2 separate regions of the Sus scrofa genome follow, and region 1 is linked to region 2. A link is a contact called in public HiChIP or PLAC-seq data. All regions are on one chromosome and are shown on one strand. Each heading gives the region's core, a stretch centred on a gene start, on an enhancer-like site or on the middle of the called end of the contact. The rest is flanking DNA. Distances are from core to core; before and after follow the strand shown. Region 1 overlaps ABCB10 (ATP-binding cassette sub-family B member 10, mitochondrial). Region 2 overlaps GALNT2 (polypeptide N-acetylgalactosaminyltransferase 2).

Region 1 (5,307 bases), core at 937-3,436, 370 kb before region 2:
ATAAAAAAAAAAAAAAAAAAAAAAGGATTTCAAGCAACTACCTGGGAATCCATCAGAATCCCCTCTGTCTCATACCCTTGTTTTCCTTTGGCTTCTCCTCCACCAATTTCATTACTTCTAATAAGGATTTAATGTTGATCATATCAGGGAATTTATAAATACACAGTCATACTAATCAACCCCTGAATTAAAATCACACGGTTACACAGAAAGACTACGTAGTCAAAAAACAGCAATACAAATAAAATATAACACTTACCCCATACTTATTAAAAGGAATATAAAGTACCCTAATAGTCATTTTAAAGACACAGCCACAAAATCAAACCCTCATAAAACCCTCCTTTCAGACACTCAACAAGTACAATTTTTACTAGGCCAGAAATTGAAAAGAAATTTGGTAATAATATTTCAACAATCTCTTTTTTTCTTTTTTTTGGCCATCCCATGGCATATTGAGTTCCCAGGCCAGGGATCAGATCTGAGCTGCAGTTGCAGCCTAAGCTATAGCTTCGGCAATGCTGGATCCTTAATCCACTGTTAGGCTGGGGATCGAACCTGCATCCTAGCACTCCCAAGATGCTGCCAATCCTGTTGTAGCACAGTGGGAACTCCCAATAATCTCCCTCTCTCTCCCCCCCCCTTTTTTTTTTGCTTTTTTTTTGCTTTTCAGGGCCACACCTGTGACACATGGAGGTTCCCAATCCAGGGGTCAAATGCAAGTTACAGCCACTGGCCTCCACCACAGCCACAGCAACACAGGATCCAAGCCATGGCTGCAACCTTCATGGAAGCTTGTGGCAATACGGGATCCTTAACCCACTGAGTGAGATCAGGGATCAAACCTGAACCCTCATAGAGACTATATCAGGTTCTTAACCCACTGAGCCACAACAGGAACTCCTCAGTGATGTTTTTTAAGTATAATATCAAAAGTACAATCCATGAAAAAAAATTAAGTTAGCATTCATTAAAATTAAAATTTTCAGGAGTTCCCGTCGTGGCGCAGTGGTTAACAAATCCGACTAGGAACCATGAGGTTGCGGGTTCGCTCCCTGGCTTTGCTCAGTGGGTTAAGGATCCAGCGTTGCCGTGAGCTGTGGTGTAGGTCGCAGTCCCAGCTCAGATCCCAAGTTGCTGTGGCTGTGGCGTAGGCCAGCGGCTATAGCTCTGATTAGACCCCTAGCCTGGGAACCTCCATATGCTGCAAGAAGCGGCCCTAGAAAAGGCAAAAAGACAAAAAAATAAATAAAATTAAAATTTTCTGCTCTGTGAAAGACATTGTCAAGATAATGGGAAGACAAGTCACAGCCTGGGAGAAAACATTTGCAAAAGACACATCTGACAAAGGACTAACATCTAAAACACTGTAGCTCCCCCTTATCCACATTCCAAAATCCTCAAGATAGTTCTGAATCCTACACATACTACAGCTGACCCTTGAGCAACACAGGGCCTAGGGGCACCAACCCCTGTATGTTTGAAATCCATGTGTAACTTTGTAGTATGCCCTCTGTATGTGTGTCTGTGGATTATGTAGTTCTATAGCATGTATTTATTGAAAATAATCTGTGTATAAGTGGACCTGCACAGTTAAAACCCATGTTGTTCAAGGATTAACCATTATTTTTATCCTACACATACATACCTAAGAGTTTAATTTATAAATTAAAGAAAGAGTGCTAATAATAACGAATAATAAAGCAGAATTATAAGAATATACTGTAATAAATTAGGTGAACATGGTCTCTCTCACAGAATCTTACTGTACAAAGTTAAAGTGTTTTCCATCCCAACTAAGCACTTAATCAGGCACTCTGGCCATAACTTCTGTGGTTTGAGGTGCAACAGCAAAACTAGCATAAATTTCTTCTTTCTTCTTCACAGTTTCACAGGTAGAAGACTCGTTCTTATTGTAGATTTTAGCAACCTGAGCATATATAATGTTTTTTCCTTCTTTATTAAAGAACTTTCACCCTTTCACTTAAAGGAAGCATTTTTATGGCTTCTCTTGGGCAGATCTGCATTATCAGCCTCATGACTCTTGTGCTTTGGGGCCATTATTAAGAAAAATATGGGTCACGTGCACACAAGGTCACATGCACACATGTCTGAGATACTGAGACAGTCAATCTGATAATCCAGACAGCTATTATGTAACAACAGGTGGGATATGCTTGGCAAAGGGATGACTCATGTCCCAGACAGGACAACATGGATTTCATCACATTACTCACAATGGTGTGCAATTTAAAACTTATGACTTGTTTATTTCTGGAACTTCCCATTTAATGTTTTTGGACTAGAGTCAACCAGGGTAACTAAACTGCAGAGAATGAAACTGTGGATAAGGGGAGATCACTGCACACAAAGAATTCTCAAAATTCAACAATAAGAAAACAAATAGACAACTAAAACATGGATAAACAGATGTCTTACCAAGGAAGATATACCAATAGCAAATAAGTACATAAAAGCATGCCCCACCTCATGTCATCAGTGAAAAGCAAAATACAACAAAGAGATACCACCAGAAATCTATTAGAACAACAACAATCCAAAATTACGATGACGGAGTTCCCGTCGTGGCGCAGTGGTTAACGAATCTGACTAGGAACCATGAGGTTGCGGGTTTGGTCCCTGCCCTTGCTCAGTGGGTTAACGATCCGGCGTTGCCGTGAGCTGTGGTGTAGGTTGCAGACGCGGCTTGGATCCTGCGTTGCTGTGGCTCTGGTGTAGGCCGGTGGCTACAGCTCCGATTGGACCCCTAGCCTGGGAACCTCCATATGCCGCGGGAGCGGCCCAAGAAATAGCAACAACAACAACAACAAAAAAAAAGACAAGAGACAAATTACGATGACACCAAATGCTGACGAGGATGCAGAATGCCGGGAACTCTCAGCCATTGCTGGTAGGAATGGAAAATGTATGGCCACTTTGGAAGAATGGCAGTTTCGTACAATACTAAACATACTCTTACACACAACCTAGCAATTGTGCTCCTTTGTCTTTACTCAAAGGAGTTGAAAACTTAAGCCCACACAAAAACCTGCATATGAATGTTTATAACAGCTTTATTTATAACTGCTGAAACTTGGAAGCAACAAAGATGTTCCACAAAGGGCTAAACTGTGGCCCATCTAGACAATGGACTATTACTCAACATTAAAAAGAAATGACCTATCAGGAGCTCCCGTTGTGGCTGAATGGGACAAACCCAACTAGTATTGATAAGGAGACGGGTTTGATCTCTGGCCTTGCTCAGCGGGTTAAGGATCTGGCATTGCCATGAGCTATGGTGTAGGTCCCAGATGCGGCTCGGATTCTGCATTGCCATGGCTGTGGCATAGGCCGGCAGCTGCAGCTTCAATTTGACCCCGAACTTGAAAACTTCCATACACCTCAGGTGTAGCCCTAAAAAACAAAAAAAGGAAATAAAAGAAATGAGCTATCAAGACATGAAAAGACATGGAGTAAACTCCAATGCATATTACCAAGTGAAAAAAGCTAATGTGAAAAGGCTACATGCTATGTGATTTCAACAATATGATATCTGAAAAAGGCAAAGCCACGGAGACAGTAAAAAGATCAGAAGCTGTCAGGGGTTGGGGGAGGGAGGGATAAACAGGAAGAGCACAGAGGATTCTTAGGGCAGTGAGACTGCTCTGTATGATACCACAATGGTGGATACATGTCATTATACCTTTGTCCAAACTCACAGAACATACAACACTTACAGTAATGTAACGTAAACACTGGACCATGGGTGACGGACGATGTGTCAGGGTAGGTTCATCGATTATAACAAATGTACCATTCTGGTGGGGGATGCTGATAATGAGGGAGGCTGTACTAGAGTAGGGGCAAAGGGAACTCTCTGCACTTTCTGGTCAAATTTGTAAACCTAAAAGTGCTCTTTAAAAGTCTATTAATAGAAAGGAAGGAAGGAAGAAAAAGAAGAGAAAGAGTCACAATAAAGTAGTTTCACAATGAAGAGTTCAAATTCTGGGAGTTCCCGTTGTGGTGCAGAGGAAACGAACCCGACTAGGAACCATGAGGTTGTGGGTTCGATCCCTGGCCTTGCTCAGTGGGTTAAGGATCTGGTGTTGCCATGAGCTGTGGTGTAGGTCGCAGACACGACTTGGTTCTGGCATTGCTGTGGTTCTGGCGTAGGCCGGCAGCTACAGCTCCAACTGGACCCCTAGCCTGGGAACCTCCATGTGCCGTAGGTGCGGCCCCTCCAAAAAAGAAAGAGTTTAGACTCTGGAAAACAGCAACAAAAACAAAATGGCCCTGGATAAACAAAATGTGGTCTAGTCACACAATGGAGTATTATTCAAACATGAAAGGGATTGAAGTACATGCTACAATGTGGGTGAACTTTGAAAACATACTAAGTCAAAGCAGCCAGACACACAAGGCCACAAAATATATAATTCCACTTATATAAAATACCTGGAATAAGTAAATACACAGAGATGGAAAGCACACTGTGGTTGCTAGAGGCTGGGGAGGGAGGGATATGGAGATAGACTGCTTAACGAGTATGGGGCTTTCTTTGAGGTGGAACTAAACAGAGGTAGCGGTTGCGCAACACTGTGAATGTACTAAATACCACTGCGTTGTAAGTTTAAAAATGATTAATTTTATGTCTGTGAATTTCACCTTAATAAACAACTATGAAAAAAAGACACTGGGGTTCAACAGGAAGATGTAAGAGCATTCTCTGGTATAAAATAAACAAGAATGTTTTTCTTCAAATAGCATTTCTGACCCTCTCTCAATAGAGAACAGATGCAAAATTTATTGTGTGGGGGGTTTCAGCAGAACCTGTTCTAAGCAGAAACCAACATAAAATAATTCTTACTTTATTTAATTAGATTTCTTGTTTGCAGACTCATTACAGAATTACTCCAAACAGCTTCACAAAAACTTAAAATCCAAGTCAACTTGTTCAATGAAATTCCCACAGCCTTAGGTAGCTGCCTAGATTGTAAAGCCGCGGAACTGCTCTGTCCACTTCTACCTCCCTGTCACTGGGGGGCAGGCACCTACAGGAGGGTGGAGCAAGCTGTGGATGGAATACTGAGCACAGACAAAGCCTAAGCTGCACCTCTGTGACTGTGCGTGTATGTGTGTGTGTGTGTAACTGACTCCCAGAGACTGGAACTGTTTCCAACCTATTTCTGTGCAAGACACAGCTGCAAACTCAGTCAGGACAAAGGGTAGGGGCAGTAGAGCACCCAAACCAGAGGTAGCTTCCGTGAGGCCAAGCAGTTTGGACAAATGGAGGAATTAGTGAGAGAC
Region 2 (5,573 bases), core at 2,256-4,755:
TGAGTGCAGGTGTGTACAGGTGAGCAAGAGATGCTACGCCCTGAGCTGTAGGAGTGCGCTCAGGGCTTGACGGGCCTGCCGTGCAGGGCACTGTGGGCCTGGGGGTGGCTGAGCTAGGCTCCTCACACCTGCCAGGGAGGCGCAGACAGTGGAGAAATGGGCTCCCAGCACAGCGCTCTGTCCACACAAGCCTGCCTTTCTCTCCTTGGCCTGAACCGCCTCTGGTGCAGCAAGAGGCCCTCAGTGTAAGCGGGAGTGGAGGTGCCTGACCTAGGCCTAGGCAGGGCTGCCTTCAGCAGCGGGGTGGCCTGGGCCCCCTGGGAGCTGGTAGTGCCTTGGCTCCTCCTGGGGGGCAGGGGGTGGGGGATGTCATCAGATGAGGCCTTCTTGTGAAGGAATGCAGTCTCAGCTAGAAGTTCTCAGTGCCACGTTATACCTGGGGACGGGCGGGGTGCAGGGGGAGCAGGGAGAGGGGCCTGGCCAAGGAGACACCCAAAGCAGACACAGATGGGCAGGAAAGGTCTAGAGGAGGTCTCGAGCTGCACACCTGGCAGGGGGCTGGCTCCTTCCTGGGCCTCCGCGGCACCTTTCTGCCCTGGGGCTCCCTTGAACCCCAGTCCTTTCTGATAAGAGAGGGAAAGAGAAAGGGTGCATTCTTCACGCAGCCAGGAGACCCGTGAGAGCAGCTGCCTCCTCCTCCTGTCGGTGCCCCGTGCTGTGAGGTGCTCTCCTGTCTTTCGCAGAAATGGGAGCAGATCGAGGGCAACTCCAAGCTGCGGCACGTGGGTAGCAACCTGTGTCTGGACAGCCGTGCGGCCAAGAACGGGGGCCTGAGCGTGGAGGTGTGCGGCCCCGCGCTGTCCCAGCAGTGGAAGTTCTCGCTCAACCTGCAACAGTAGGGGGCCGTAGCGCCCCCGGCCGGGAAGGTGGTCACGCTATCGATTACGTTTCTTAGACTTTCCACGAAACTATATACCTCAGTATTCCATCATGGTCTGGAGACGAGAGCTGCGGCCCCAGCCCGGGGGCGGGCGGCACAGAAGCGGCGAGGGAGGGGGCTGCTCCCCGGCCCCCGGGGGCCCCAACGCCCGCTTCCCGCGGCCCCACAGCGGGTGACGTCCAAGCGCCGGCGCCACAGCTGGAGGACCGGGCGGGGAAGGGGGTCGTTGCGGCATCACAGCGAGGAGAACTCTCTGGAAATCTCCACTTGGATCCCACGGGGCGGCCAGGCCAGCCGGGTCCCGTGGCTGTGCGCGCTTTTGTCGCAGGCCCCTCCCCTCCCCACCCTCCGCTGGTCTTCCCGGCGCAGCCCCTGTCCCGCGTGGTGTACTTGCTCTGTTTGGAAACGAACTCCTCTGCGGCGGGACACTAAACGCCAGCATAGAGAGAGAACGTACGGTCAGTTCCCTATGGTTTCTGTAGGTCATGCTCATCGTGTAAACCCTCCACAAAGCAGATCACAGCCGGCAGGAGGGGGAGCCCCCCCCTCCTCTGCCGCCCCTGGAGCCTTATAGGTGAGTAGGTGCTGCCCTGGCCGGGAGGCCCCACCCCCCCACCCCCGCCCCGACCCCAGCCTCCCAGTCTGACTTCAGCTGGGAGTCACGCTCTGTGTTGGAATCCACTTTTCATACCCTTGGTGTTTGTAAACCTGGACGGATTACTTATTTTGACAGATACTACTTTGGGTTTTTGTAAATTCAGTTTCTTTCCTCTAAGGATGAAATGAATTAAGAAAACAGTCCCCCAGCTCCCAGGGATGGAGGGAGGTGGCCCAGGCTGTGCTGCTGATTGCGAGGACCCCTGGTGCGCCGCCACCACTGTCAGGGTCACCTGGGCCCTGGAATCTGCCTGCCTCGGGGGCTTTGGTCAAGAATTAGGCAAAGTGGAGACCAAACAACGCCTGAGGATTCAGGGCACAAAACAGGAAGCTGTGGTTTAGGAAGCATGTGTTGGTATAAACCAGGAGACAGCTGTGAACTAAACAGTCACAGGAAGGAGCCAGGTCACTGCCCAACACCCACGTGACACTTCCTTGTCTCTGAGGTGCCCCGCGTGCAGCAGTCACCAGCCACAGCCCCCACAGGAGGGCCCCTGGTCAGAGGTCACTGCCCTCCTTTCTTCACCCGCCCCTCCCGCACGCACGCCTGGTCGTGAAGAGGCTGGCTTGGTGGTGGGACATGCATTATGCCTGGACATCCTCGGGCCCCAGAAGGTTCTGCCAGGTTGACACTGCTGATGCAGCTCCTCCTGCATATTTCTTCTAGGAAAGAGGGTGCTGTTAGTCTCTCTCCCTGCACCTCAGAAGCCCCCATGTGTTCCCTTGATGACAGTGGGATCAGCATGGAGGTGGCTGGGTGACTTTGTCCTGTCTTTTGCCCCCTGCCACCCAACCAGCTGTGTTTTCAGCAAACAGGGAGGCCACAGCTGGATCAGCTGTGCACACCTCTGTCTTCAGAGGCTGATCCTGACTACACGTTAGCTCCTGGGGAGAGTTCTGGGTACCTGGGTGAGGCTGTGGAGCGCAGGTGGGGTGGGAAGCAGTCACAGGCCCCAGGGTCCCATGGCCAGATCCTGTCACCTGTGAGGTACTACTGCTGTTAGGAAAAAAAAATTTCCCACAGAGGGAAAACAAATTGGGCTTTGAAGTAAAACCAACTTTAATCAGGTTCTTGACAAATCCTCGCCCACACCCCTACCCCCCCCAAGTCTTACCAACTTTCGTACCATCGAGATGGGTCTCCCAGGCCCTTGGGGGGGCAGCTCCCTGCCTCTGAGCTGGGGTGTGGGCGTTGTGAGCAGAGATGGGCTGGGAGGGCCCCCAGGGGTGAGCTATGTTTACATGACACAGTGTGCCAAAGTGACTTACTGTGGTTGCATTACTTTTTAGTCATCGAGACTACCCCACCCTCCCACTCCTGTTTTTACAAGTAAAGATTCTTTCCTAAGAGCCCTTTGAGCAAAGCGTGGCAAAGTTAGTTGTCTTCTCTGTGCTGGTCTTTCTTATGTCTTCATAAAAGCTAAAATGATGGTATCTGTGAGTATGTTTTGCAAATTCAAAATATAGTTTGGTAATTTTTTTTCCAGTTGATTTTTAAAAAGAACTGCTGTACAGAGCTTGTACTTTGTCCATTTTATAGATGGAAACCATCCTTGAAAATTGTTTAACTTAAATAAAGAGAAGATACTTTATAGATAACATTGCTGGTGGCTGCAGTCACTGTTGGTCTTTATGGGATGGATGTGACTGGTGTTTGGGGAGTGTGGTTATGGTCTGTCCTGGCAGGGGGTGCTGCTCAATGACCATGTCTTATCACAGTTTTAAAATGCATTCCCCTCTTACCACTGTGCCCTTTTGGTGTGAATTCTTATTTGTAATAGTAACCGTTATCATTCATGGAGTGTTTAATGTTCCAGGCAGCATGCCAGCCCTTCTCACAGTAACCTAGGCGATTGCGTTAGGGCTGCGTGTTACAGTTGGCTGGGGAAGCTAGTGCTTGCAGCTGTCAGCCTGCTCAAGGTCACAGGCTAACCTGCTCAAGGTCACACCACCCCTGAGTATTCACCTGGTCAGCCTGGGCACTGAGACCCAGAGTCTACACTCTAACCAGGGAAGGACTAAGGCAACTGATGTCTTCACAGCTTTTAAAGTATTTAAGTCGATCTGCTATTTACCTGTTACCTGGCTCCTCCAGTCCCATCCCAGGCAGGCGTGGTGTTCCCCCCGCATCCTCAGCCTTGACAGACACCTCCCTTTGAACAGCCCCATGGGTGTGTGGGGACACAACACTGACCGCTCCCTAGCACCCTGGCACCGGGCTGCAACATCGAGGGCTCTGTCCTCACTCTGGACTGCGGTCGTGTGCTTCTGGTACACGGACAGGATCTGGGGAGATGTCACAGGTGCTGAGTTTTCAGCAAAAGGTCACTGCCCGCATGTGTGAGATGCAGACGCCGATGTAGTGCCCAGTTCCCCGCCAGGGAAGGAGAGACGGAGTGAGGTGGGGAAGGTGCACGAGGAACCAGGCCCGACCACCAGTGAGGAACAGGTGACGGCACATGTCACACGAGGCTGGTGGGGGCCACACACCAGGGCACGTTCCCCATGTGGTAGGCTGGGATCTGTGGGCGAGGCTGGCGGCCCTCAGGGTTTGCAGAAGAGGAAGGGAGGGAGGCTAGACCAGACCCAGGGCAGAGGCCAGCTGATACCTCAGCTTTCCCCCATCCCCCTCACCCCTCCGGTAGGACTAGGCTGGACCTGGCTGGCTGAGTGCTTCCCAGTTTTCAGGGCCCTGTACCACCAGCCACAGGGTGAACGTGGCCCATGTGTCTTCCCTTGGGAACAACGGCTTGAAGGGCTGCTGGGAAAGGGTGTGGGGACAGAGCTGCAGAGCAATGTCACTAAGCCCTGGGGCTGGCTTTCTGGAAGTGGAAACTATTTGAGGTTCACTGCCGGTCCCCACCACCACCCCCGATTCATACGTTAAAGTTAGGACCTCAACGTTCCTCACCCCCAGGCCTCAGATGCAAGTGTACTTGGAGACGGTCCTTCAAGAGGGGCATCAGCATGAGACCATCGGGCTGGGCCCTCACCCAGTGTGACTGTGTCCTTAGAAGAGGAGGTCAGGACATAGAAGTGCACACTGGGAGGTGGAGAGATGGTCGTGGACAAGCCCAGCAGCGAGGCCTCGCAGGGACCACCCCTGCTGGCACTTTGGTCGCCAACGTTGAGCCTTCAGAACTGTGAGAAAAACCCGTTTCTGTTGACTGTCCCCCAGTCTGTATACTCTGCTTAGACAGCTCCTGAAAGGGGATGCCCACCTTGGTGCAGGAAGTGTGGATGTAGCTGTAGAGCTGCTAAGTGGGTGGAAGCTGGAAGAGTTTGGGGCATTTTAGAAAACACCTCGATTGTCTTGAAGGAGCTGTCGGTAGAAACATGGATAGTAGGTGGTGCAACAGGATCAGTGGTATCTTGGAGACACTGGGACTCAGGTTCGATCCCCGGCCCAGCACAGTGGGTTGAGGATCTAGCATTGCAGCAGCTGCAGCTTAGGTCACAGCTGTGGCTCGGATCCAATCCCTGGCCCCAGATCGCCATATGCCGTGGGGCGACCAAAAATGGAAAAGAAAAAAAAAAAGGATGTTAAAGGTGATTCAAAGAGAAAAGGGTAGCTGTTGATAAGCATCTCCTTTCTGAGAGGTGCACCCAGATCATTGGGAACAAAGTGTCAGCAGATACATGAATGTTAAGGGTCTGCTGAAGGCTCGATGGAAATGAGGAAGGAGAGACTGGAAACTGGAGGGCGGTCCTTGTGAGAAAGTGGCAGCGAACTTGGTGGCGCTGTGTTCTCGTGCTTTGTGGGCAGAGTCCCTGCAAGTGTTCAGCCTGGACAGACAGCTGAGGAGGCTCTCAACAGAGTGAGGAGGGCACAGCCTGGTTTCTACTTGACACCTGTCGTCACATTCAAGAGGAAAGATCCTCAGAAGAGGAAACCTGAACTTGAAGAGCTGGAAAATTCTCAACCTGTCCACGTGGTTAAAAAATATGAAAGCATGTTTGGAGAGAATACTGAGGC

What was found. HiChIP or PLAC-seq counts read pairs in DNA pulled down with a chosen protein or histone mark.
Region 1: an H3K27ac HiChIP or PLAC-seq map of alveolar macrophages shows a contact between it and region 2, with 5 times the contacts expected there. The contact joins two enhancer-like sites. A contact is called at or near these places in 1 of 47 Hi-C or Micro-C datasets (fetal skeletal muscle) and 1 of 2 datasets of contacts at active chromatin or transcription factors (alveolar macrophages).

Annotation. Positions count from the first base shown.
Region 1 is chr14:60,328,195-60,333,501 of Sscrofa11.1, reverse strand. The region is part of intron 6 of ABCB10 (ATP-binding cassette sub-family B member 10, mitochondrial); the gene reads right to left. Among named protein-coding and RNA genes, the nearest start is that of ABCB10, 21 kb to the right of the region's middle. Within about 2 kb of position 2,186, at least 3 of the 83 cell types and tissues checked have an H3K27ac peak or open chromatin away from gene starts, as enhancers often do. A contact at or near this core is called in alveolar macrophages, where this site is marked.
Region 2 is chr14:59,958,878-59,964,450 of Sscrofa11.1, reverse strand. It overlaps GALNT2 (polypeptide N-acetylgalactosaminyltransferase 2), which reads left to right. Exons shown (of 16, transcript XM_001927774.6): 16 at 744-3,196. The coding sequence ends at 899. Among named protein-coding and RNA genes, the nearest start is that of PGBD5, 120 kb to the right of the region's middle. Within about 2 kb of position 3,505, at least 14 of the 83 cell types and tissues checked have an H3K27ac peak or open chromatin away from gene starts, as enhancers often do. A contact at or near this core is called in alveolar macrophages, where this site is marked.